2 separate regions of the Anas platyrhynchos genome follow, and region 2 is linked to region 1. Evidence: chromatin contacts called from public Hi-C data. All regions are on one chromosome and are shown on one strand. The core of a region is the stretch at or near the end of the contact, and the rest is flanking DNA. Distances in the headings are between cores, read along the strand shown. Region 1 holds the start of RELT (RELT TNF receptor). Region 2 holds the start of PLEKHB1 (pleckstrin homology domain containing B1).

Region 1 (6,176 bases), core at 1,623-4,122:
GGTGGGGTTAAAGGGTGGGTGGGGTTAAAAGGAGTGGGTGGGGTTAATGGGGTGGGAGAGGTTTAATGGGGTGGGTGGGGCTAATTGGAGTGGGAGGGGCTATTTGGGGTGGGAGGTGCTATGTGGCAATGGGAGGGACTATTTGGGGTGGGAGGGGCTACAGTGCGGTGGGAGGGGCTACATGGAAATGGGAGATGCTAATTGGGATGGGAGGGGGTAATTGGGGTGGGAGGAGCTACATGGGGATAGGAGGGGCTATTTGGGGTGGGAGGAGCTATTTGGGTGGGAGGGGCTGCCTGGGAGTGGGAAGGACTAATTGGGGTGGGTGGGGATAATTGGGGTGGGAGGGGATAATTGGGGTAGGAGGGGCTATATGGCAGTGGGAGGGGCTACATGGGAGTGGGAGGGGCTACATTGAAGTGGGAGGGGCTAATTGGGGTAGGAGGGGATAATTGGGGTGGGGAGCTATTTGGGGTGGGAGGGGCTACATGGAAATGGGTGGCGCTAATTGAAGTGGGAGGGGCTATTTGGGGTGGGAGGGGCTAATTGGGAGTGGGAGTGACTAATTGGGGTGGGGGTAGCTATTTGGGGTGGGAGGGGCTAAATGGAAATGGGTGGTGCTAATTGGGGTGGGAGGGGCTACATGTGGTGGGAGGGGCTAATTGGGGTGGGAGGGGCTAATTGGGCTGGGAGGGGCTAATGGGAGTGGGGGGGCTACATGGGAGTGGGAGGGGTTACATGGAAATGGGTGGTGCTAATTGGGATGGGAGGGGGTATTTGGGGTGGGAGGGGCTAATTGGGGTGGGAGGAGCTATGTGGCAATGGGAGGGACTATTTGGGGTGGGAGGAGCTACATGGGAGTGGATAATTGAGGTGGGAGGGGATAATTGGGGCGGGGAGCTATTTGGGGTGGGAGGGGCTAAATGGAAATGGGTGGTGCTAATTGGGGGGTGGGAGGGGCTAATTGGAGTGGGAGGGGCTAATTGGGGTGGGAGAGGCTAATTGGGGCCAGGGTAGCTATATGAAGTGGGAGGGGCTAATTGGGGCGGGAGGGGCTAATTGGGGCGGGAGGGGCTAATTGGGGTGGGAGGGGCTAATCAAAGTGGGCGTGTCTAACCGCAGTGGGAGGGGCTAGATGAGATAGGAGGGGCTAATTGCGAGGCAGGAGGGGCTAATTACCACCAGAAGCCCCCCTCCCACCTACTCCATTCCCCCCCCCCTCTCCCACCCCAGGCCCCGAGCAGCCGAGCGACTCGGAACCCCGGGGGGACCCCGCTCGCCCCCGCGCCCCCAGCCTGGCCCTGCCCAAAGCCAAGATGCTGGTGATCAGCGGCGGCGACGGCTACGAGGATTTCCGCCTGACCAGCAGCAGCGAGACCGTGGGCCGCGACGACAGCACCAACCACCTCCTCCTCTGGCGGGTGTGAGGGGCTGGCGACCCCCCCCCCAGCCACCCAGCCACCCACCCTGGGGACCCCCCCCCTCCTCCCAAATCGCCCACCCAAAGGACCACCCCCCCCCCCACCTTCCTCTTCTCAAGGACCACCTCCCCTAGCCCCAGCACGTCTCATCTCTCCAGCCCGGCTGCTCTCTGTGTGCTCTGGTGGTTGGGGGGGGAATGGATGGATGGATGGACCCCCCCCCAGCTGCCTCCCCCCACCACGGGGCGCTGCTTTATTTTTTTTTGGGGGGGGGGCACCTCGTTGCTTGGGAAGGAGCTAACGAAGCCTTTAACGAGCATCCCCGGGGGATGGATGGCAGGAGGACAGCGTCGCCCTGCCTCGTTCTCCCCGGGTTTTGTGTGTGCCTGCTTTGGGGGGGGGGGTTAAAAAAAATAAAATAAAATAAAATAAAATGGGGGGGTTGCTGCACGGCGGTGACCCCCTCCCCACTTATTCCGGGACCGCCCCAGGGACTGTGTGGCCCCCCCAGGGCCTCCCGCTAACCCGCTCGCTCCATCGCCAGCACCCAGATAGCTCTGTTTGTTTGTTCGTTTGTTTTAAATATATATATATTATATATATAGAAATAGCCCTATTTATTTGGGGGGGGGGGGGCGCAGAAATGGGAAGAGGAGCTGGAGCGCACAATGGGGGCAGAAAAGGCGATTTTGGGGTTCAGAGTAGGTTTTTCCCCCAAGAATGGGGGATTCGGATGCTGAGAAGCTGCTGGGATGTGGGTGAAAGTTTCCCCAAATCACTGCTGGACCCCATAAATGTGCTGGGGACGCTATGGGGACACACTGGGGGTTTGGGGGGGGGGAATAATGGAGGGAAATGGAAAAAATATTTTTTTTTTTCTGCCCCCTCTCCACATTTCCTATGGGGTTTTGTAACCTCTCGGTCCCCGTTGCCCACCGAGGACCCCAAAACTCCCTGCTGTGCCCTATAGGGACTCTACCACCTATCATGGTCATGGGTTCCTCCTTGGGACAGGGCAAGGATGGGGACCCCCCCCCGGGGGGGGGGGTTACCAAAGTCCCCCAGGGCCGGCAGCGATGAAGACTCCGGTGGGAGGAAGAAAACCCCAAACCGCCGGGCCAAGGGTGTCACCCCTGGGGAAGGGGTCGGGATTTGGGGGCTCAATGGGGGCCAGCACCCATGGGTGTCCCCGCAGACCCCCCCAAAAAAAAAAAAAAAAAAAAAAGGGGGCAAAAATCATTAAAAAAACCTCAATTTTCTTCAAATCCCCTGCCTCGTGGCGTCTCCGCCCACCCCGATTTTAATTTTTCCCCTATTTTTCACCCCAAAATCCCCCCCCACCCCCGATCCCACTCCCCCTCCCCCGCCAGGCGGCGCTGCCCGTGGGAAAGGGCGGGGGGGGGGGGGAGATCCTCGGGGCGGGGCGCTGACGTCACAAAGAGGGGGGAGCCCCGCATTGTGACGTCACAAAGGGGGCGGGGCCGGGGGGGGGGCCCGGAGCGCGCCGTGGGCTCCATTCATAAAGCAGCGGCCGCGGGGGCGGCCCCGACGGGACCCCCCCGGTGTCACCCCCATGAGGGGGGGGACAGGTGAGTGTCCCTGTGCCCCCCCCCCCCCCCCGAGGGTATTTCACCTCGGGGGGGGGTTTCTGGGGTCGGGGGGCTCGGGTTGGGGTTGTAAAGGGGGAATTTCCCCCCCCCCCGGGGGGGCGGAGAGGGGATTTTGGGGGGTTTTGGGGAGGTTTTGGGGAGGTTTGGGGGGGGGATGCTTGTTTTGGGGGCTGGTTCGGTGTGCTGCGCTTCTTGGAAAAGCGGGGAAAAAAGGAAAAAAAAGAGAAAAAAAGTAATTATAAAAGGGGGGGGGTGTATTGATTGCCCCCCAAGTGGGATGGAGCCCCCCCTCCCAGGTTGGAGCCCCCCCCCGGCTTCAGCCGCACCAGGAATATAGGGCAGGAGAGGAGGGGGGGGAAAGTAGGTTATGAGAAACTCTGCGGTAACCGGCTGGGAAAATGGGTAGGAACTGTGGGATTTGGGCTTTTTTCTTTTTTTTTATATAATTTTTTTGGGGTGGAGGTGGAAAATCCCAGCCGGACGTGCTTCTGCTGGGGGGCTGCCACCCCCTCACTGCTCCTGGCACCGTTTATGGGATCGTTTGGCTTCCGCACCGCCGTCTCATTAAGGTTTATTTGGTCCCCCAGCCCTAATGGGGTCTGAGGGGGCCGAGCTTGGTCCCACTGGGGGGCCCAAAAATCCCCCCTTGTGCGGCCAAAGCGGCCACCAAGTGCTGTTCCTAAAGGGTTTCTGCACAGTTCCTATTTTTTTTTTCGCTCAGCTGAAACCCATGGGGAGGGGAAACCCTGCCCCAAATCCCTGTGGGCACCTTTGGGTTAAGGGGGGGGCAGGAATAAAGGATTTATTTTATTATGGGGGGCTGCTGGCCCCAAAACCAAACCACCTGCCCCCTGGCTGTGCTGGGGGGATATGGGATGAGCAGAGGTCAGCTTTTCCCTAAAAAACTTCTGAATTTGGTGCTGGTGAGGCTGGAGGTTTCCACTTTTTTATTTTGGGGTTTTTGGTGGCTGGGAGCAGGCAGAGCCCCGGTCCCCAAACTTTATCCCTCCCCTGTAGCTCGAGCATCCCAGGGCAGCGTCCATCCCAGTCCGAAGCACGTACTGGGACCAGTGTCCTCCGCCTGGGGCTGGTCCCACTGGAGCTGTTAACCCTTTTTACAGCGTGCCCCTTACCCCAAAACCCTTCAAGTTTGTGTCCTGGGATGTGCGGGCTCTGCTCGCCCTTGGGTGCTCCCCAAAATCCCTACGGGGGTCAGGGGAACCTCGGTGCAAGCGGGGGTGGGATATGGGGTGCGCACCCATGGGTGCCCACAGCGGCGCTCGGATCTGCTCATCCTCTCCACCCCAAATCCTTCCCTGGGGGGGAAACCTCAGCAAAACCCCCAAAGGGATTTAAACGTCTCCCATCCCAAAATCCTGAGCCGTCAGAGCCCCGAACGCCGCCTCCCCGGAGGATTTTAGGGCTTTATGGTGGGTGAGGAGTCACCTCGGGGTGCCCTGCGCGGGGATCTGCATTGCAGCACCCTGTGCTGCTGCGGGATTTCCCTCTCCCTTCCCATATAGGGGCAGCTGCCCAAATTCTGGGGGGCTGGGGAGCCCCACCGACAAGTTTTGGGGCTGGGAAGGTCGATTTTGGGGTCATTTGTCAGGGATGAGGCTGTGGGTTTGGGGATGCTTTGGGGGGGGGTTTGGGGAGCCACCTCCCCCTCTCCAGGCTCCGTTTCGCCCCCCCTGCGCTCCACCCACCCCATGGACCCCCCCCCCCACAGACTGGGAGCTACTGGGAGGCACTGGGACACCCTGACACGGCGCCTGCCGCACCAGCTGCGTCCCAGGTGGCTAATTACTAATTACTGCCGGGCACTAATTACTCATTACGGTGCCAGCCCCCCCTCGGCACACAATGACCCCTTCAGCAGCGGCACCCCCAGCACTTCGGGGGCGGGTTTTAGAGGGGTTGTCCCCACTCCCCCACCCCATCTGCATTTATTTCCCGTGGATTATTTTTTTAATTGATTTATTATTGATAATTATATTGAAATTTAGCACTGGGCGCGAAAGCTGAAGCTGAAAAGCTGCAGAATTTGAGGGCTGTGGGGCGATGGCCCTGGTGCCCGGGGGGATTTGGGGTGTCCCTGAGCCCCCGAATCCCTTCCCTGCTTCGTGGCACTGGAGGCAGAAACATCCTTGCAACAATAAAGCTCTGACCCCATAAAACTGGTGGTTTTTGGCAATTTCTTCTTGCCCAAACCTTGAGGATCCAGCAGCAAACGGGGCGCAGAGGGCGCCACCATGGGCACGTTGTTTTGCCAACTTGTGAGCCCAGATTTGGGATTTTTTGAGTGCGCACTGGGGCGCCTGGGTGCTCTCCAAAGCTTTTTTTTTTGCCCCATTCCTGGGAAAACTTCCAGTTGCCTTTTAATGATTTGCCTTTAATTAAACGCACTGAGGCTGCAGGGAGCACGGGTGCCCCCAATCTGATTTTGTCTGCGGTCAAATTTGGCGAAATTGCCCAAATTTGCCAAATTTTCCCCCACAGGAAGGGAGAGGGGGGCTTGGAGGGGGGCGCACAGGGCTCCCGGGGGGGTTCGAGCAGGAGCAGGTTGTGTTAGCGGCGCTGAAAGGCGTGGGAGAGGTGCGAGTGCTGGCTGGGTTTTGGGGCTTTTTAAGCTAAAATTGGGATTTCTTTGGGTGCTGAGTCACTAAAGGCCGGGCTTCAGCTGCGCCCAAAAGGGGCTCCTGCAAAATGTGTGAGGTTTTTGGGTTTGGGATTATTTTTTTTCCCAGTCTCGAGGGTGTTTTGCTCTATTATAAGGGAAACTTTAGGGTTTGGGAAGTAACCCCAAAGCTGCCCTGCTGCAGCAAACGGGGCCGGGGAGCGCCCCGGCTGTGCCATACCCTTCTTCTGTTCCTTTTACTGTTTCTTGTATTTTTTTTTTATTTATTTTTATTTTTTTCAGCTGGATTGCTTCCCGTAACTGCTGCCAAAGGGGGTGCTCGTGTAAAAGCACCCAGACCATGAGCCCTCGCTGTCCCCAGGGCAGGATTTAGGGGAGAAGGGGGGGTCCCCGTCCCCTTCCCATCCCCGTGGCGCGGAGCAGGGGGGTTCCTGGCCCCGTTTCCCTGCAGGTGTCCCCCGGCGAGGAGCAGTGGGATGCGCTGGTGGCTCGTCACCGTCCTGGGGG
Region 2 (6,176 bases), core at 1,729-4,228, 170 kb after region 1:
CACAGCCCCCGGGTAGCCTCAGTGAGCCCGGCTCGGCCCGGCCCGGTTCATAGGGAGGCCGGGCAGGCTTGTAAAGGCGTGTAAAATCAAGTAGAAGCATAAAATAAAGAGGAAAAGTGTGTTTTGAACCCCCCCGTGCGGCGGTTAGCCCGCATCGCCTCACGCGGGGAGAGCCCTGAGGGGGAGAGCTGAGGGGAGGGGGGGGGGGGGTTGTTCCTTGGGAGCGGCCACCAATAAATAAATAAACAAATAAATACATAAATAAACAAATAAATACATAAATAAACAAATAAATCAATAAATAATCAAATAAATCCTTTTAGGAAGGACCAGCAGCAGCGGTGCAGTGCATCCCCATCACACAGCGCCCCAGTGCTCAGCACCCCGCTTTTAGGGCCGGAGCACTTTCCTACAACACAAAACACACAAAAAAAAACACAAACAAACACAAAATACAAACACAAAATGCTTTTCGGCAAGTGCTGGCATGCAAAAGGTGGGCAATGAAGTCCCTGCAGGTCAACATCTGCCTCAGGACCCCGGTGCAGGGACTGTGGTGCCGCAGGGGGATGTCCCCGTCCCTGTCCCCATGTCCTGCCCGAAGCTCCCAGCCCTCCCAAAATGTCCCTTCAGGTGATTTTGGTCTGGGGTGATGCCGAGTGTTGTATCAAAGCAGCACCCAGTGGGATATGGGGGCTCATAAACAGCACACTATGGGTGCACATAGGTTTTATTCACTCCTGGTCACTGACCCATCCCAACATACAGAATCCCAGAATCATTGGGGTTGGAAAAAAACCTCCAAAATCATCTGGTCCTACCACCAATGTCCCCACCAAGCCCTGTCCCCAAGCACCACGTCCAACCTCTCCTTGAACACCCCCAGGGACGGGGACTCCCCCACCTCCCTGGGCAACCCGTCCCAAGGCCTGAGCGCTCTTGCTGAGCAGAAATGGCTCCTCATTGCCAACCTGAGCCTCCCCTGGCACAACTCGAGGCCGTTCCCTCTGCTCCTGGCCCTGCTTCCCTGTGAGCAGAGGCTCCAGGGCCTCGATGTCCTTCTGGGAGTGAGGGGCCCGAAGCTGAACCCAACACTCGAGGGGCGGCCTCAGCAGGGGGATGAGCACCTCAGCTCGGTGCCATACACAAACTTACTGAGGGTGCTCTCAGTTCCCTCATCCAAATCATCTATAAAGACATGTGACAAAAAAAAAAAAAAAAAAAAAAAAAAAAAAAATATTGCAGTGTCCTGGCCCCACTGATGTCCTTGGGCCCATTCCCATCCCCTCCTCACCTGCCCAAGGGCTCCTGTGGGGCACAAGGAGGCTGAGGCAAAATTTGGGGGTGCAAAGAGTTGGTACAAAGGCGATTCCTCAAGGGACGACGTCCCGATCCCCCCTGCTCCTTCACTGCTCCACTTGGTCGTGTGAGATGTGTGAACAGTTTCAGAAATCCCTCATTTTACACCCAAAACTCCAAGCATCGCTAACACAGCCCCAAGGCGCCTCCTGGGAGCCTACCTGGAGGAAGTCTCCAAGTGGGTTTCTCCAAGCTGGAAGTCTCCAAGTGGGTTTCTCCTAATTAGCTCCACCTGATTACTACAAAAATTTGGGCAAAGCCACAAATTCGGTCCTCCTCCACAAGCATTTGAGGCCACCTCCCTTCTCCCACCCTCCCAGCTTTGCCAGCTGTAAAGAAAAGCGACCCCTTAAAGTCCCCAAATCACCGTTTCCAGCCACCGTGCCCCAAATTTATCCCAGGCAGCTCAAAAATAACACCAAAAAACAGACAGTTTGCAACAAAAATAAATAAATCAGCCCCCCAAATCCTGCACCACCACCGTGTTCGTCCCCAGAGGAGAGCTGAGCGATTCGGGGAGGTTTTTATGGCCTTGCTTTTGGTTTTAAGGTCCCGACGCCTGCCACGGCTTCCCGCTGCCCTGATTTTTTGCTCCCTGCAGGTTTTACTTCTGCTCTTTTCCACCTTTTTTTTTGTCTCTTCTCGGAATAAACTTGTCAAGGAGACAAATTATCCCAGCCCCGTGCGCAGAAGAAAACCTTTTGGGGCTCCATCGCACCAAACGCAGCGCCCGGCCGAGGGTCCGATCAACATTGGCCTCAAATGAATTAAATTTTCAGCCAAAGTTTGACCTAAGAAAGTCTTTTTTTTACCAATTTATGGCAGAACAAATTTTACCAATTTATGGCTGTAAAGCCAGCGCTGGAGGGAGGGGAGGGGAAAGGTTTTTATAGTAAAAAGCCGGAATCAATGATTTTTTTTTGCCTTTAGGGCTGCTGAAAGCTTAATAAACATCTTAATTATCAGCCCATATATTAATTCCATATTAATATTAATTATCACCCTGCTTATAAATAACTTGGTTGGGATTTTAACGCCTGCACAGCGGGAATAGACACAATTTATGTGTGTGTGTATGGCTTTTACGGACGAGGAGCAGAGGATAAGAGGAGCTGGGTTTTGGGGCTGCCGCCCCCTCTCCGTCACCCCAAATTTGTGCTTATGGCACCCATGGGACCCCCACCTGTGGCAGCAGCAGCGACAGACCCCCAAAAAAAAAAAAAAAAAACAGCACCCGTGCCACGAGCTCAGTGTTTTTTAGGGTTTTTTTTTCCCAGCTTTTCCCCATGGGCACCGCAGGGGGGATTAAAGCTCGGCGAGGTCAGGGGGGGCTCAGGGTTTGGAGCCGCAACCTCCTCACGGATCCCCCGCTCCTCCCAGCCCTGCTTTTTTTTTGGGATTTCGCATCGGGGCAGGCGAATCTCAACCCAACCCCGACCCCACAGCTGCTTTTAGGGCCGCAGGCGATGCGGGGGCCATCCGCAGCATCGCCCCCCTGCACCAACATCCCCAGGGCATCCCTCCTGGCTGCACCACCGTGCCCAGCGACCCCAAAACCTGATCCCAAAACCATCGTGGTCCTTTGGGGACTCTGCAGCTCTTTAGGCCGCGTTCCCCGAGCAGGACTACAGCTCCCGAAGCCCCGTGCGTGTGGGTAGGGACGGGCAGCGGGAGCAGAGCGCAACCCTTAGCGGGGACCCGCCGTGCTGCTGCCGCTCGGTGAGGGGTGCCCAGGGGGGTTTTGGGGGTTTTGGGAGGGTTTGGGGGGGAACGGGGATGGGGAGAGGGAAGGGGAGAGTCAGGGGATGGGGGTAGCGGGGATGGGGTGAAAAGGGATGGGGTGAAAAGGGGAGAGGGGTGGTAGGGGATGGGGGACAGGGGGATGGGGAAACTGGGGAGGGGGTAAAAAGGGGGTTTTGTGGGGTAAAAAGGGGGTTTTGTGGGGTAAAAAGTGATAAAAGTGTCCGGGGATGGGGTTCCAAAGGGATGGGGGTCCTAGGAGTTAGGGTAGCGGGGGATAGGGGTGCTAGGGACGGGGTACGAGGGGGTGGGAGATAAGGGGGTGGTGGGATCGGGCTGGGATTAATGGGGTGGGGGTGCAGGGATGGGGTACAAGGGGATAAAAGTGCCGGGGATGGGGTTAAAAGGGGATGGGGTACAAGGGGGTGGGGTACAGGGGGATGGGGATATGGGGTGGTGCTCGGGGCCCCGGGGAGCAATGATTTCACGGCCTCATTAAGGACTAATTTCCATCCAGGCAGGGAAAACAAACGAGCGGGGGCCGTGGAAAGTTACCGGGGGGGGATTCGGGGGGGTGGTTACCTCCTCGGGATGATAATCCCTAAATCCCGAGGAGATTATAGGGGCACGGAGCAAGGTGGCCGGAGCTCTCCCCGCCCGAGCGCTCCCCAGATTACCAAACCCCAAAAAGGGGGACAGGGAACGGGGTGCAGGCAAACAGGGAGCTGCTCCCCTAACCCCACTGTTTCCCCTCGACCCTACAGATCCCAAAAACCACCCCGTGGCCATGGCGTTGGTGAAGAGCGGCTGGCTTTGGCGGCAGAGTGAGTGGGGAGCTTTGGGGTGCCGGGGGGGGGATCACAGAGAGGAGAGGAACCCCAAGAGCACGGATGGGGCCGTTCCGCATCCTACAGAGCAGCACGGAGGCATCCTATAGGTTTTTTTTGGCAGCTTTTTGGGGTTTGCTCCAAGCGCATCACCGAAACCACCTGGCCGCGCTGTCGGGGTCGTCACCGCCGCCAGGCGTCCCCGGGGGGATTTGGGGGACGGCGTTGGCTGCACCCCAAATGGGGTGGGACTGCACGATCCTACAAATCCCGCTCGATCCCTTTTAGGCTCGATCCTACGGCGCTGGAAGAGGAACTGGTTCGTGCTGTACCTGGACGGCAGCCTGCTCTACTACCACGACCAGACGCAGCGCGACATGGACGGCCGCCTGCACATCAAGCACAGCTGCCGCGACGTCAGGATCGGCCCCGAGTGCCGAGGCGAGCAACTCCCCCCGGCCCCAAAACCCTCTGTCCCCAAAACCTTCTGTCCCCAAAACTTTTGGTCCCCAAAACCTTCTGTCCCCAACCCCCGTGTCGCCAAACTTCATGTCCCCGTCTTCATGTCCCCAAACCCCGTGTCATCCCCAAGCCCTCATGTCCTGCAAACCCTCGCGTCCCCCAAACCGTCGTGTCCCCACACCCTGTGTCCCCAAAGCCCTGTGTCCCCAAACCTTGTGGTCCCCAAAACCTTCTGTCCCTGAACCCCGTGTCCCCAAACCCCATGTCCCCAAACTTTCTGTCCCTTCCTCGTGTCCCCAAACCTTGTGTCCCCAAACTCCCATGTCCCCCAAACCCTCATGTCCCCAACCCTTCTGTCCCCACACCCTGTGTCCCCAAACCTTGTGGTCCCCTAACCCCGTGTCCCCGAACCCCACATCCCCAAACTCCCTGTCCCCAAACCCCCGTGTCCCCAAAGCCCCTGTCCCTCCCCCGTGTCCCCGAACCCCCTGTCCCCATTTTCACGTCCCCCAAACCCTTGTGTCCCCAAACCCCGTGTCATCCCCAAACCCTCGCGTCCCCCAAACCCTCATGTCCCCGACCCCTCTGTCCCCAACCCTTGTGGTCCCCAAAACCTTCTGTCCCCAAACTCCCTGTCCCCAAACCCTCCTGTCCCCAAAACCCCATGTCCCCAAACTTCGTGTCCCCATCTTCATGTCCCCACACCCTGCGTCCCCAAAACCCCCCATCCCTAAACCCCCCCGTCCCCAAACTTCATGTCCCCAAACCCCTGTGTCGCTGAACTCCTTGTCCCCAAACCCTCATGACCCCACACCCCGTGTCCCCAAACCTTGTGTCCCCAAACTCTCTGTCCCCAAACCCCCATGTCCCCCGAACCCCCATGTCCCCCAACCCTCCTGTCCCCAAACCCCCGTGTCGTCCCCACACCCTTGCATCCCCACAACCTCGTGTCCCCAAACCTTGTGGTCCCCAAACTTTGTGTCCCCAAACCCTCTGTCCCTCCCCCGTGTCCCCAAACCCTCGTGTCCCCGAACCCTCGTGTCCCCGAACTCCCCGTCCCCAAACCCCCCTGTCCCCAAACCCCTTGTCCACATTTTCACGTCCCCCAAACCCTCGTGTCCCCAGACCCTGTGTCATCCCCAAGCCCCAAGTCCCCAAACCCTTGTGACCCCGAACCCTTGTGACCCCGAACCCCCTGTCCCCCAAACCCCGTGTCCCCAAATCCCCTGTTCCCAAAAATCATGTCCCCAATCCCTCGCATCCCCAAACCCTTCTGTCCCCAAACCCCATGTCCCCAAACCCCCTCTACCCAAACCTCGATGTCCCCCAACCCCATGTCCTCAAAGCCCCGTATCCTCAAACCCCCTGTCCCCAAACTTCGTGTCATCCCCAAACCCCCCATCCTCAAACCCCAATCTCCCCAAACTCCCTGTCCCCAAACCTCGATGCCCCAAAACCCTCGTGTCCCCAAAACCCACGTGGCCCCTAACCCTCCCCTCCCATCCCCAGACACTCGTGGCCCCAAACCTCGTGGCCCCAAACTCCCTGTCCCCAAACCCCATGGCCCCAAACCCCGCGTCCCCAACCCTTTGCTCACACCCAACCTCCCAACACGAGCAGAGCAGGAGCCCAACCCAAACCCCAAACCCCAAAATTACGAGCGTGGCTTTTGGGATGAAAACCCAACCCCGCTCCCTTTGGGCAGCCCCATGAGGCCCTATAGGGCACCCCTAACCCTCGCTGAGTCCATCCCTGCCCCGTGACCCCAAACCCCGTGTCCCCAAACCC

The links. A called contact is a pair of places that touch in the nucleus more often than the background predicts.
Region 2: a contact with region 1 is called in a Hi-C map of skeletal muscle, with 2.7 times the contacts expected there. The contact joins the promoter of PLEKHB1 here to the promoter of RELT in region 1. A contact is called at or near these places in 5 of 8 Hi-C or Micro-C datasets (F5 follicle, liver, skeletal muscle and 1 more).

The regions. Positions count from the first base shown.
Region 1 is chr1:205,640,122-205,646,297 of IASCAAS_PekinDuck_T2T, forward strand. It overlaps RELT (RELT TNF receptor), which reads left to right and starts at 2,873. Exons shown (of 12, transcript XR_011806594.1): 1 at 2,873-3,010; 2 at 5,952-6,175. It overlaps ARHGEF17 (Rho guanine nucleotide exchange factor 17), which reads left to right. Exons shown (of 21, transcript XM_072032927.1): 21 at 1,234-2,000. The coding sequence ends at 1,427.
Region 2 is chr1:205,812,441-205,818,616 of IASCAAS_PekinDuck_T2T, forward strand. It overlaps PLEKHB1 (pleckstrin homology domain containing B1), which reads left to right and starts at 2,979. Exons shown (of 7, transcript XM_027462307.3): 1 at 2,979-3,078; 2 at 3,864-3,923; 3 at 4,215-4,367. The coding sequence starts at 3,887.